2 separate regions of the Gossypium hirsutum genome follow, and region 2 is linked to region 1. A link is a contact called in public Hi-C data. All regions are on one chromosome and are shown on one strand. Each heading gives the region's core, a stretch centred on a gene start, on an enhancer-like site or on the middle of the called end of the contact. The rest is flanking DNA. Distances are from core to core; before and after follow the strand shown. Region 1 holds the start of LOC107888802 (DNA damage-repair/toleration protein DRT102). Region 2 holds the start of LOC107945965 (rubredoxin).

Evidence for each region. A called contact is a pair of places that touch in the nucleus more often than the background predicts.
Region 2: a Hi-C map of leaf shows a contact between it and region 1, with 2.3 times the contacts expected there. The contact joins the promoter of LOC107945965 here to the promoter of LOC107888802 in region 1. A contact is called at or near these places in 7 of 34 Hi-C or Micro-C datasets (anther, callus and leaf).

Annotation. Positions count from the first base shown.
Region 1 is chrA11:109,254,161-109,260,555 of Gossypium_hirsutum_v2.1, reverse strand. LOC107888802 (DNA damage-repair/toleration protein DRT102) reads left to right here and starts at 3,053. Exons shown (of 1, transcript XM_016813032.2): 1 at 3,053-4,414. The coding sequence starts at 3,346. The coding sequence ends at 4,272. It overlaps LOC107888796 (zeta-carotene desaturase, chloroplastic/chromoplastic), which reads right to left. Exons shown (of 14, transcript XM_016813020.2): 11 at 6,212-6,340; 12 at 5,830-5,902; 13 at 5,162-5,326; 14 at 4,633-4,948. The coding sequence ends at 4,787.
Region 2 is chrA11:109,532,410-109,538,804 of Gossypium_hirsutum_v2.1, reverse strand. LOC107945965 (rubredoxin) reads right to left here and starts at 3,129. Exons shown (of 1, transcript XM_016880141.2): 1 at 2,106-3,129. The coding sequence starts at 2,778. The coding sequence ends at 2,173. It overlaps LOC107955944 (probable transcription factor At3g04930), which reads right to left and starts at 5,217. Exons shown (of 1, transcript XM_016891722.2): 1 at 2,106-5,217. The coding sequence starts at 4,950. The coding sequence ends at 3,682. LOC107888738 (guanosine deaminase) reads right to left here. Exons shown (of 5, transcript XM_016812933.2): 4 at 5,908-6,003; 5 at 5,463-5,744. The coding sequence ends at 5,556. It overlaps LOC107888726 (5'-3' exoribonuclease 4), which reads left to right. Exons shown (of 22, transcript XM_016812917.2): 21 at 101-183; 22 at 339-1,355. The coding sequence ends at 1,038.

The sequences.
Region 1 (6,395 bases), core at 1,804-4,303:
TTATGGGTAGTAAAAAAAAACATATATAATCAAAACATATAATGAGATTGTTTAAAAAAACCAAAACTAATGGAAACTTACCATTACTCTCTTATGTGGCCAGCTAAACAATTACCTAATGGTACATGGGTCACTTTTAACCCACATTTTGAACTTTAATTATTTTGATTGAAAAAATAAAATTAATTATTTAAATAAATAATTTACACAAACTCTATTTTAATTTATTAAAATCATGACAGTTTTTAGCATATTGGAATGCATGTTTAATTTTCATTCTAAATAATTAACTAACATGAACTCCTAATTTAATTTAATTTCATATTCATTATGTAATCCAATTAAATAAATATTTGAAGTGATTAGATTAATGCTAGATCAAACTAATCATTAAATCAAGAAAGCATCTATTACTCCCATAAATAAATCTAGTGAATTGTTTTTCCTTATTCAATCTTTTATGATTTCGAACAATTGTTAAAATTAAATGTAAAGATGTTAAGAGTTATATTGAATTAGTGAAAAATTTGGATGGACATATATAAGTTGGGTTACAATAACATGTAATTAAGTGATGATTTTTCTTCTATTAATGACATAATTATTAGTCATGGAGTCCAATTTACTTGAAGTATTATGACAAAACTCTAAATTATATACCATTACGAAAATTAACAAGTAAAGATTATCTTGTCATATGTGTATTAAATCACTTGTGATCCCTTTATGTTTTATCCGTTCAAAAAGTTATATACCATGGTGTAAATAATATATTACTGATTAAATAATTTAAGTGACTTCCATATGACCCTTAGTTAACTTCCATTTACCTCAATCATATAACACCTTTATGATGATACTCTTGACTTCTTAGTCATAACTCCAATGTACTAACCTTTTGCTTACTACTTTGTCACGCATTGGTTATCAATATATTTTAGCTTGAATGCCTTTCTGTCCACTTGCTAGGTGGAGTCCTTTTGTAACTTGATTTCCACAAATTTTCACTTCTTTATATTTTCATAAGTCAGCCATAATTCAGATTATAGAACTTCAATTGACATAATTCAAGATGCACTTGAAAGCTAACAAAAAGATTTACCAATATATTAAATTACTTGACCTGAATCCTATTGAAATATCTCCAAAACTCAACAAATGAATTTTTTTCTCTCAAAAAGCTTGCAATCTTTGCTTTCAACAATTTTATCTTCTTCACTATCTTCAAACACCAGCACAAGTGCTCATTCAAAAATCCATAAAAAAAAAATTCAATCGCCAAAAATAATAATTATGTTGATTCTCAATCAACAATAATAATAGGCTAAAAGAAATATGGTAAAAAAGATGGATAAAGAGAAATAAGTAAAGGATGAACGTAGAACTTGAAAGGTAAATGGTAAGATGCAATTGATAATATTATAAGGTAATAGAAATTACATAATCTGGTGTTATGTTTTAATCATGTTGTCGGGGTTTGATCTTTACTCACGGGAATAGAACATATTTCATGAGCAATCATTTATTTGTTCGGAAAGTCTCGCAACAAGAGAATTAGTCCTTGCTGTCGGCGATGAATGCCCTAGTTACGAACAAAAAAGAAACAGCGGTGGCTTCCTTTCTCCAGGCTTTATGAGCCGATTCTTTTATGACTTCCCCTCGGCTTCTTCGTGCTTTGTTGTCGACCAGTCACCGATTGAGGCTCGCCGAATTTTGCTGAGGGTCTACCTCATCTGTTTGGACAGGGTTTTTGCCGCCGCCTTCAGTGTCTACCATTATGGTGGTTTTATTTACTATTTCTGTGTTTTTGGTGGTTTGTTGTTTGCATCTGTTGTTTTTTTCCGATCAGGGAAAGTCCGTCCAGTCAGGAGAGTATGTGATCTGCTGCTGGAATCATTGCGTTGTCGTGGAGTTGTTTAGCTTCAGTAGTCGACACCTTTGCCTTTGGGCGGCCCGGTTTCCTGATGATACGAGGAAGGTCTTTGCTTCTAACATGTATCTGTTTTGCTTCGAAATAGTGGTTCTGGTTGTTGTTCATGACTGTGCTTATGGCGTTACTCAATTGGCCCTCATTCGTCTAATCCACTTGATGTGCGGATGGTGTTGCTCGCTTCAGAATTATTTCCTAAGGTTAAAGTTTTGGTTTGTTCTGCCTTTGAGCTTTTTCTCTGGGGTTGAGCCTATTGGCTCATCGAGTTGAGGTGGTGCTTACACTATTGATTTGTTGTAACCTCTTTGTATAAAGCTCTTCATAGATTGATTCTTTAACCCAATTAATATGGAGATTGTTATTAATGTAGGAGTACGTGAGTTTGAGAATGATAAAATATATTATTTCTTTATTTATTTGTTGAGAACTCTTCATAGAAAATATTTTTACATTATCCAACTCCCTTCATTTTTCTTGGTTTAAAAAAAAAACTCATTTTTCTTTTAACTTTAGTATATTTAAAATAGGTTTAATTATTAAAATAGTCACTTTTATTTACCTCAAGTTACATTTTAATTATTTATATTTAAAATATTACATTTTAGTTACTTACGTTATCGTATTGTAACATTTTAATCACTGAGCCGTTAATTACCGTTAACGGTGTAACGGTAAGCTAACATGGCACGTTAAATCATCATTTCAAACAAAAATTTTAAGTTAATTTGTACAATTGATCCCTATATTTTTCGTTTTGAGCAATTTATTTTTTTCTTTTATATTCTTTTAACTTTTTTTTTTCATTTTCTTCCGCTTCTTCCTCTGTTTTCCTCCATCCTATATATTTTTTAACGTAATTTTTCTATATTTTCCATTTGTTTAAAATCAATCCTTATATTTTTATTTTTTTGAACAATTTAATTTTATTTGAGTGAGGCAAGCTTGTGAACTAGTTTTAAACAAATAGAAAATATAGAAAAATTACATTAAAAGAAACAGAGAAGGGAGAAAAATAAAGAGAGAAGAAGAGAATAAAAAAAAGAAAAAAAATTAAAAGAATATAAGAAAAATTAAATTACTCAAAATAAAAAAATATAAGGACCAATTACAGAATTTAATCTAAAATTTTCGTTTAAAATTATGATTTCACGTACAAATAAAAATAACTATTTTAATAATTTATTGAAAATTATTATTTAGTAGAATAGATATTTTATAGATTTGTTTCTTGTACACGTGGATATTTAATATTTGTAGCTGAATATGAATCAGATAAATTATATTTTAAGAAAATGTCATAAATTCATTTAAGGTTCTATCTATTTGAAGTGAGATCTATTGGCAATAGCCCCTTAATTTCCTCAACTTTCTTCTTAAGCTCACTGTAGTTACTCTCTACCTCCCACAGCCGCATCATGGCCGATTCCGCCACCGCGTCTTCCCCCCTAAAAGTCATCGCCGGAGCTGATTCTTTTGGCGCCGAGCTAAAAGACGCCATGGTATCCCACCTCCGCTCCCTCAACATAGAAGTCGAAGATCTCGGAATCACCTCCTACTACAACATCGGTGCTGAAGTCGGCCGTCGAGTATCTTCCGCCACCACCTCGCCCTCCTTGGAGACCCGTGGCCTCCTTGCTTGCGGAACGGGCGTCGGAGTCGGGATCTTCGCCAACAAATTCCCCGGCGTGTTCGCCACCACATGTCTCACTCCGGACGAAGCTCGCAACAATCGCTCCATCAATAACTGCAACGTCTTGGCACTCTCCGGCATGTCAACGTCCGCCGATACCGCTAAGGAAATCGTCGACACTTGGCTCAACACTCCTTTTAAAGCGCCGTGTCCGGCCTCTAAGTCCCAGCCTTGGCCGGAGGAAATCTCAAATTTTTTCGATGAATCGATGAATGAAATGCCTAAAATCGGTGCTTCTGAGAACACCCAAGCAGAAACCTGTGCTGTTTGTTGCTTGGTTAAGAACAGAGAACTGAATCCAATCGATATAATCCCTGGTGGGTCAATGAAGATATTGAGAGAAAGTCCCACATCGGCTATTATTAAATTTAAGGCTGGGAGTGTAGAACCAGCCCATCACCATACTTTCGGGCATTGCTTGCTGGTGATGAAAGGGAAAAAAAGTGTTTGGAATTTGAGTAAAAAGGAAAGATATGATTTGGGTGACGGGGACTACTTGTTCATTCCAGCTGGGGATGTTCATAGGGTGAAATACTACGAAGATACTGAGTTTTTCCTCAAATGGGATGGGAAGTGGGATATGTTCTTTGATGAAGATCTTGAAACTGCTAAAATTGCCATTGAGAAGGAATTGGCTAATGGCTCTGCTTGAAAGAATATTTTGACGTATGCAATCTGTGTCATGTATCTCATAGTGTGTATGTGTCTTGTGTAAAATATGTGGTTTCTGTTGTTGTGTGTGATAACTGAGCTTGTGTTTCAGTAATAAAGTTGATGGTATTAAATTACAATTACATAAATGTTTTGGTATTAAATTGTTGCATGCTGATTCTCTGTTTTATGCTTGTCCGAGGCCAAATTAAGGACAAGGTCTGCTAGAGGCAAATGACTTTTGTGGTTGCTATAAAGTTTATCTCTATACCATAGTTTTGATCTTATTCCTGAATTTCTTTTGCTTCCCAATGATTTGAAAATTAAACTAATTTCAACTCTAAAATCATTGCAGTCAGTGTCACAGATAAAGATAGGAGTCTTTTTTTTCTATATTTTTCTTGTAGCTTTGGTTACATAAATGCTACAATAATTAAAAAACATATTCCAGCCATAACCACCAGTCAGCCATTTGAGGAGGTTTGGGTATACTAGTGTATATATAAATGAACTATTTATACAAGGCTTAATTCATCAGAAGAAGTTTCCAACTGTTGATGAGATTCAATTGCAGCGAGTTTCTTTTGCAGGGCCACTAACTCTTCCCCAGCATCACATATGTAGGCTGATGCTTGCCTGCCAGACAAAGTTGCTCCTTCCATACTATCTATATAATCCTGCACACCAGTCATACCATGGAAAATTTATACTATTCCCCTTTTCAAAAGGTTTAAATCATTGTCAACTACTGTGTTGTAATTTGAAACAAAACTAACAAAGGGTCTTAATTTCATACATTTGGATATTTCCAGATCGGGTGAAGGGAAAAGATGTAATTGGTGTTTGGTAACCGAACATTTCGAAGATGGAAAAAGAAAAGTAGAAGTTACCTGCTTTGTATAAGATCCAGCAAGAAAGAAGTTCTTTATTGGTGTCTTCTGATCAGGTCTGAATGGATCTTTTCCAGGTCCTTCGCGATATAGAGATTGCCCGATTTTGACAACAGATGACCAAGTAATTTCTAAACCTTGGGATGATGGGAATAAAGCCAAAACCTGTCAAGAAAACAGGGTTATTAAAGATGTGATGATCATGAGAGTGACATTTCAATAAACTTAATAAAAAATAACAGTAATCACAAGCCATTAAACCCGCACAAGATTCATCACCTAGTCCCTGACCGTATTTGTTAATACATGAATACTTCACTAAACTTGCTGATATTGATGGTAAAAAAAAAATGTGACTACATGAGCAATGCTAAATTCTTTTCTCAATTCTCCATGTCTGCAATTACTTTAATATTATAGTGACTTGGTCACGGCTAATCAAACAATAGGCCCTAATGCACATATGAGCAAGTCACAGCTTTTGACACCAACATCAATTTGTGTGCCTATGAAGAAGAGTTTAAGCATTCAACCAAAAGCATGTTATAGAAACTAGTGGACCCAAAGACATCTGAGCTGTTCAGAAAGTGGAAATGGACTCAGACAAGCATTTTGCTCCACTGAAAATTGCAATGAAGTTAAGAAGAAGGGTTCCTAAGAAGTCTAACCTGCTTCGCTACTCTCTTTATGATTTCATCATTCGGCAATGGCATGTAAGGGTCACCTGGTGTCAAGACACATCTGAAAGACACCATCCAAACAAGCAATAACTCGGTCAAAACAGAAGCAGATGAAATCTCAACAGAATTATAGAAATACAGAAGCTCCTATGTACAGGTCATCAAATTTCTGTCCAAATCCAAATCCAACAATCAACATAATATAAATTATCAAAATAGTATATAGATATTGAAGACTGAAATCATATTTTTTTTCCCCTTCTTTTAAGTCCAAAACAGCAAAACATGGCAATATGCAGCGAAAAGAGAAAAATCCTTGCACGATGTAAAATATACACAGCAATAACACTAAGAAAAAGCATGTCCTCACTGGAGCAATGAACCTTGTCCCTCGATGTAGTAATCTTCTGGAGAAGTGAGAGCTAAGTCTGCAAAGCAGGAGAAATCTGCATCCGGAGTGTACAGGAGATTATCAAGGCCAACAGCTTGCCTCAGTTTCCTTTTAATGAGTTTAAGGACAACCGTTGAAGTGAAGCAAAATAAGCAACTTGTTA
Region 2 (6,395 bases), core at 1,880-4,379, 280 kb before region 1:
ACTTTCTTTTATGGTACTCTCTCATCCTGAGAAACATTACATAGCATTGTGGATCCCTCAGCAGAGTTTACTTTTAAACACATGCATGTCACTCTTGCAGGTTCTAACACCATTGGACATCAAACCTTTTCCTGTATTATGGCATGAAGACAATGGTGGCCGGCGCCAGCAAGGCAGAGATCGGTGAGAATTGTAGCATAATTTTAGAGATCTGTTACCATACTAGTAAAATTTGCCATCAATTTAGTGCCAGTGCTGTTAGGACCTCAGAATTTATTCAAAGGCCTTCATAGCTGCTGGTGGTTACTAGGATATTCATTGTTAAATTTGTTTGACAGGGCACTGGTACCTGGTGCAATCATTGGGCCTCAGCTAGGAGAGGCAGCACACCGTCTTGTCAAGAATACTCTTAATATAAAATCAAAGGGACCATCCTCTTGGTTGTTCGAGCAACCATCTTTTAATATGTCAAGCAACTACACCAGCATTAGACCAAGACCCGCTGGACCAGCAGGTTATGAAAGGGGCTTTCTTGATGACCCAAACCATTATTATTGCAGCCAGCCACGTGTGACTGGACCATTAAGTTATGGAAGGGGATACGGTAATGGCGCAAATTACTATAGTCAACACAACCATCCTCAAGGTATATCGGGTAACCCAAGACATCCATCATCCAATGGTATGCAAGTAAAAAACAACTTCAGGGCACAGGATAGATTACAGAATCAGGACCGTTATTGTGATTTGAGGACTGGAATGTCTGCTTTGTCATTTGAGGGAAGTGCCAGAGGTAGAGCACATGCAGAGATGTCTTCGAAAATGCCAAATTCTAGGTGCCTGCAAAATCTAGATCTCCTGTCTGAGCAGAACACAGGTGCTGCTCCCCTACCACCCAATACATGGATAGGTAAACCGGTGAATGTAAACCCTGGAAGTTGCTTAAAACAAGAAAACGCATCTAGTGGAGCGTACGAGAAGCAGACGAAGAAGGTTTATCAGATTAAGACTCGTCCATCTCCTGTAAATCGGCAGTGATCATGATATCGGATGGTGTTGTTGTTGCCTATTTCTTTGACACAGGCGTGTACATTCACTAATTGTCAAATTTTTAACTTATAGTGTATCAAAGTCATGCAAACCGTTGCGTAGTTTAAACCATAGGCTCCCATCACACAACTAAAACTAGGACTGTTATGTCGATAATGTCATTTATATGTTCAAGTTGTACAAATAGGCATAATCATATTGTAGATCTCAGTTTACAGTATAGCATTGGCAAGAGCCGGAACTGGCAAAGCCACCTGTTGTGTTTTGTAACTTAACGGAGAAAATATGATTGGTATTGTTTCTCATTTCAAGGATGCCCCTTTCATTGCTTATTCTATTACAACCAGGATAGACATGATTGTATGACAAGTTTACTTGTGTTCCATTACAAGTATGTAAATCACAACCTATCATTGCCACTTTGTTTTTGTAAATGCATTTATATTTATATTTTGAAGAAGTTTGTAAGTGTAGGTACAATTACAAATAATATGTTCGAGATATATTTAGACATGATATACATCTGAGGAAATTCACATGATATTTGGCATAGGGAATTTGGACATTCAAAGTTTTAAATTCAACTTTATCAACATTTTGCCTTTTATAATTCATCATGATTTACAATCTTAAGAAGTATAATATAATCTTTTTTTTAAAACCGAAGCTTCTAACAAACTTGGTAAATGAATGAGGACCAAAGCTCAAATTACTACAAAACAAAGCCTAGAAACAAGGCCTAAAAGCTGGTAAACCTAAAGCTCAGGGTGTTAGAATAGTTGCCATGGGGAAGGATCATTCAATATCTAAGATTCTACAATCTTGATTTGCAGATAATTTCAAAGTGCTTGAAAGTTGAAACCATAAAATCTCTTTTTGGATTAATGTTTGCCAATGGTACCATGATCTATTCAAAACCCTTGAATTTTATATTTTAAGCATGCATGGAGCAACGAAATGCCAAGCAAACTAAAATGACGCACAAAAATCAAAGAAGCTTCGATTTTTTTTTCGGGGGGGGGGGGGGGCGGGGGGGCGTTTGATGGATTTTCCTATTTGCAGAAAAATATACCTTTAAGGCAAAGAAAAATTACAGAAATTTATATTATGCACCCTACCTACCTATTGCAAAAAGTAGCCACTCAAGAAGAGCACAAAGAAGAAGAACAAACTGCCATAAATTAAGAGGGCTTTTTGACCAGAAGTAAGAGCATTGCCCCCTAAACCAAATTGCTGATTCTGAGCAAACCCAGCAATCTCAACACTCTTACTCACAAAGAAAGACTTTGCAGCCCCACAGGTAGGGCATCTCCAATCATCAGGCAGCTTATCAAACTGAAACCCTGGTGGAATTGGATAGGAAGGATCACCCACTGCTTCATCATACTTGAACCCACATGACCTGCACTCATATATCCCTGTGTTCAACACTGCAAACTTCTCTTCTAACCTGCGTTTGTCAATCGTCTCTTCTCCCCCACTTGTTTCTTCCACTGATGGAGATTGTTTGTTTTCTGGGTCAGAAGTTGGGGTTTCTTGACTGTCTTCTTTAGAGACATCAATGGAACGAACGGTGAAATGGGATTGGTTTCTATGGGTTTGGATGATGTTGGGAGGAATTCTGGAGAGGAGTTTATGGGGGGGAAAGAGATTAGGTTTTTTGGGCTTGGGACAAGGTTGGGTTAAGTGGTGAAGAGGAAAAATGAGTCTTGCTGTTGCAGATGCCATTTCAACGGAGGATTTCTCTTTCTATTTTTACTGATTTTGGGTTTTGGCGTCAGACTTGGTTTAGTGATATTTTTGGCAGTGGGTGGAGGAGAAATGAAAGGGATCCATGGAAGGGAAGGAGCATATGCTCTTTTCCTGTTTGAAAAAAATAGAAGGATTTGGATAAGGTGAGGCACCTGTCTCTCTGTCTACCATGCAACTTCTTGTTATGGGGCTAATTTTTTGTTTTGACTTGGATAAGCCTGGTTTTCGCTTGGGCTCGAACTCCTCATTTTCCTTTTTACTAAGGAAAGGTAGAAATTGTTACAGGATCAAAAACGAAGTTTTGATCCCGAGACTGATATCAAAGATTTTGCCACCTCACCATGGTATGTGGAATCGACATTTAATTTTACAAACAAAATAATAGATGGATTGGATCTGGGATAACCCAAGAAATTATATATATGGATAATGTGAATCAAATAGCCTGAAACCTAATCATTCAATTTTGCAGCCCTTCTTTTCTATTATGCTCATATAAAAACCACACTATAGTGTCTTCCCTCTGAAACTACCAAACATTTACCCATGACATCAACTTGACCATAGTGTCTTCCCTCTGAAACTACCAAACATTTACCCATGACATCAAATCAAGTTGAATAAGCTTCAGCTTCAAAATAACCAGAACTCATTATTCCAAAACCCAAAAAGCATTCTGTCAAGGCTTTACATTAATCGTAACATAACATCCTCTAAGCAAGTGAACCCAACTCATGTTTGAATATATCATATATTGTACACAAATGTGAAAAAAATACTACAACAAACAAACTAAGCAAAGCAGAACCATCATTTCAATCAAATCAACAGAAACCCAAAAGCCACTTACTTCCCTACACTATATCAGCTTATCCAAAATCACCCATTCATTGACCGGAGCTCCTCCAAAGCCGCCTTAATCTCATCCTGCACCAGCTCCACCCGTTTCGAATAAACTTCCAACTCCATTATCTGCAGCTTTCTCCATCTTTCATCCATCCATTCCCCATTGCCCCCACCGCCCCCCAAACACAATGGCATTGCATTCATCACCAATCCACTGATCCCTCTTTCTCCATATCCCCCTCCTCCTACCATTACACTACCTAACAACTCCTTAAACAAGGGTGTTACACAACTCCTCACGGTCTCCTCTATGACCCCGGCCGCCCCCGTGTTAGCTCCTCCTCCACTGCTACCAACACCAAGTGCTTCTACATTACCATTATCATTATTAACCCTATCATTAGAGTTACTATCCATATGCACAATTCCATCGTTTACATCTCTTTTTTCCTCCATTTTCACTCCTTTATTTCTCGACCTTTTCTTCGTGGCTGCTGGTTTCTGTGTCAAATTCTTTTTCTCTCCACTTTCATCGATCAAACTAGCGTTGTTATTATTGTTATTTTCGTCATCATCTAAGACATTATCTTCTACTTTGCTAACACCATCACTCCAGATCCTTCTAGAAATTTCAAAAGTAGCTTGATCATGAGGGCTTTTGAAGGAAAATTCTTTACCTGAACAGATCTTGCTAATCACGTTCCTATATTTCTTCTTCAACCTTCGAAGCTTCTCCACTAATTGATTCTTGTTGAAATCCAGCTGGAGTTTCGATTTGATTTGATCGTAAAACAAAGCCGTATCGTGATGGTGATGGTGAGAAGTAGAAGAAGGATTTGAGCTCGTTTTCAACATTGTGTAATCGAGGAACCCTTGGAGAAGCTCGATCTCGTCTTCGTCGGTCCATAACCGTTGAAATAACCGTCGCGAATCGTCCAATTGCTGCGGCGGCGGAGTTTTTTTCTCCGCCACGACAGAATCGACGCGTTGGCGTTTGGAATCAGGAGGCAATTCGTCGGTCGAGATGGCGGCGATAGTTACGGCGGAGGCGGAGGGGACGGCGAGAGGAACGGCAGGGACTGAGGCGAAGGATACTTGGGAAGGGATCGGTTGAGGGAGTAAAGAAGGGGAATTTATGTCTTCGTCTTCCTCTAACAATACCTCGTCGTCTTCATCGTTCAGAACGTCTTCGTTAACGTTAAGGACGTCGTCGTTTTCGTCGACCTCGTTATCGGAGGAAGAAGGTTCCTCGTCGTCGTCCTGAGATACCTCGAAAACGCCGCCGTACTGCTCCGAAGCCATGAGAGGTTCACGAGGAATCGGTGATTAGGAAAGCGTGTTAGTTGGATTCAGTTGAAGAGGAAGGGTAAGGTGGGATGTTTGGTTAGAGAGAGCTAACAGTCAACGCGCTTCCTTGGCGCGTGTTGGGGAGATTTAACATATATAGAAAATTTTAAATGATTGTAAAAGTTAATTCCCCGTAAAACTATAACCCAGAAATTAAATTGCTTTTTAAAACTTTAAAAAATTTCAATTAAGATCAATCAAGCTCAAATCTCAGAAAATTAACTTGCAGAATTTGAGATTGAGATTTGGTGTTTAAAGTTCTTGATTTAAATTTAAAATTTGGAGTAAAAATATTATCAAAATTATGTGTTAATGATATGAAAAAAATTATTAAAATATTATTAATAATTGGACAAAGATTACGAATAATATATTGGGAAGAGTCTATAAAATAATTTTTATATTCTTTCGATCTCATATCTTCATCATTATACTTATAACTATACTTATAGGATTTCTTCATTTTCTGAAATCAAACAGTGCGTTACTTATTGATAACTTCAAAGAGGGGGCAGTCTTAACATAAACTTCAAACTGTGTTTCTAGTAATGAAAGAGAAATTAATACAAGGTGAACTTTTCCTTGGTCTTCTCAAATACTTGTTCTGCAATGACAGCAACTGTTCCATCGGCTTGCTTGATCTCCAGGTTAGCGTTCTGGTAAAACCCAGTACCTCTCAATGCATCCGCAATGAAACTATCAAATCCTATTGCTACCGCTGCCTCTGCTTTCGCTCCATAAACCAGCTTCTGCTTTCCCATTACATAATAAACACGTCACGATTTCGGTTTCATATAGCCACTCTTAAGAAGTGACATCCAACTGGTCCGGGGTTGAAATCTCAACATATGCAACCGTGAGTTAATGAAAAGGATTATATACGTTAAAAAATAGTAAGGTTTGGCATCGGACCTTGATTCTTGACAGATGGATAGCACCGAAGCACATTGGGCAAGGCTCGCATGAAGCATACATTTCACAGTCTGAGAGCTCAATCCGATTCAGTTTCTTGCATGTCGGACATAGTATGTTAATAGAAAACATGGATTTCTCATACATTTATATGACAACCTAAGAATCCTTATATCCTAATGTCTAACATGCACCGATGACAATCGAGCTGAATTAGTCGTATTTCCTCACTATATTTAACATACATGCAAAATTATCGGCCATCACATGACTGCTACAAATACAGCAAACTCTTGCCATCAAACATAAAAAAGCCATAACAATTGCAAATAAATGCTGAAAAACCCCACAAATGAAAGCTAATGTATATTTATATGTATTTCTTCCATTGAAGCTATCATATTTTCTTACAATCAACAAAAAAAATCTAAGCTTTTCGTAGCAGTTCATGGTTTTCAGGGATTGGAACTGTTTCAATCGTTTCAAGT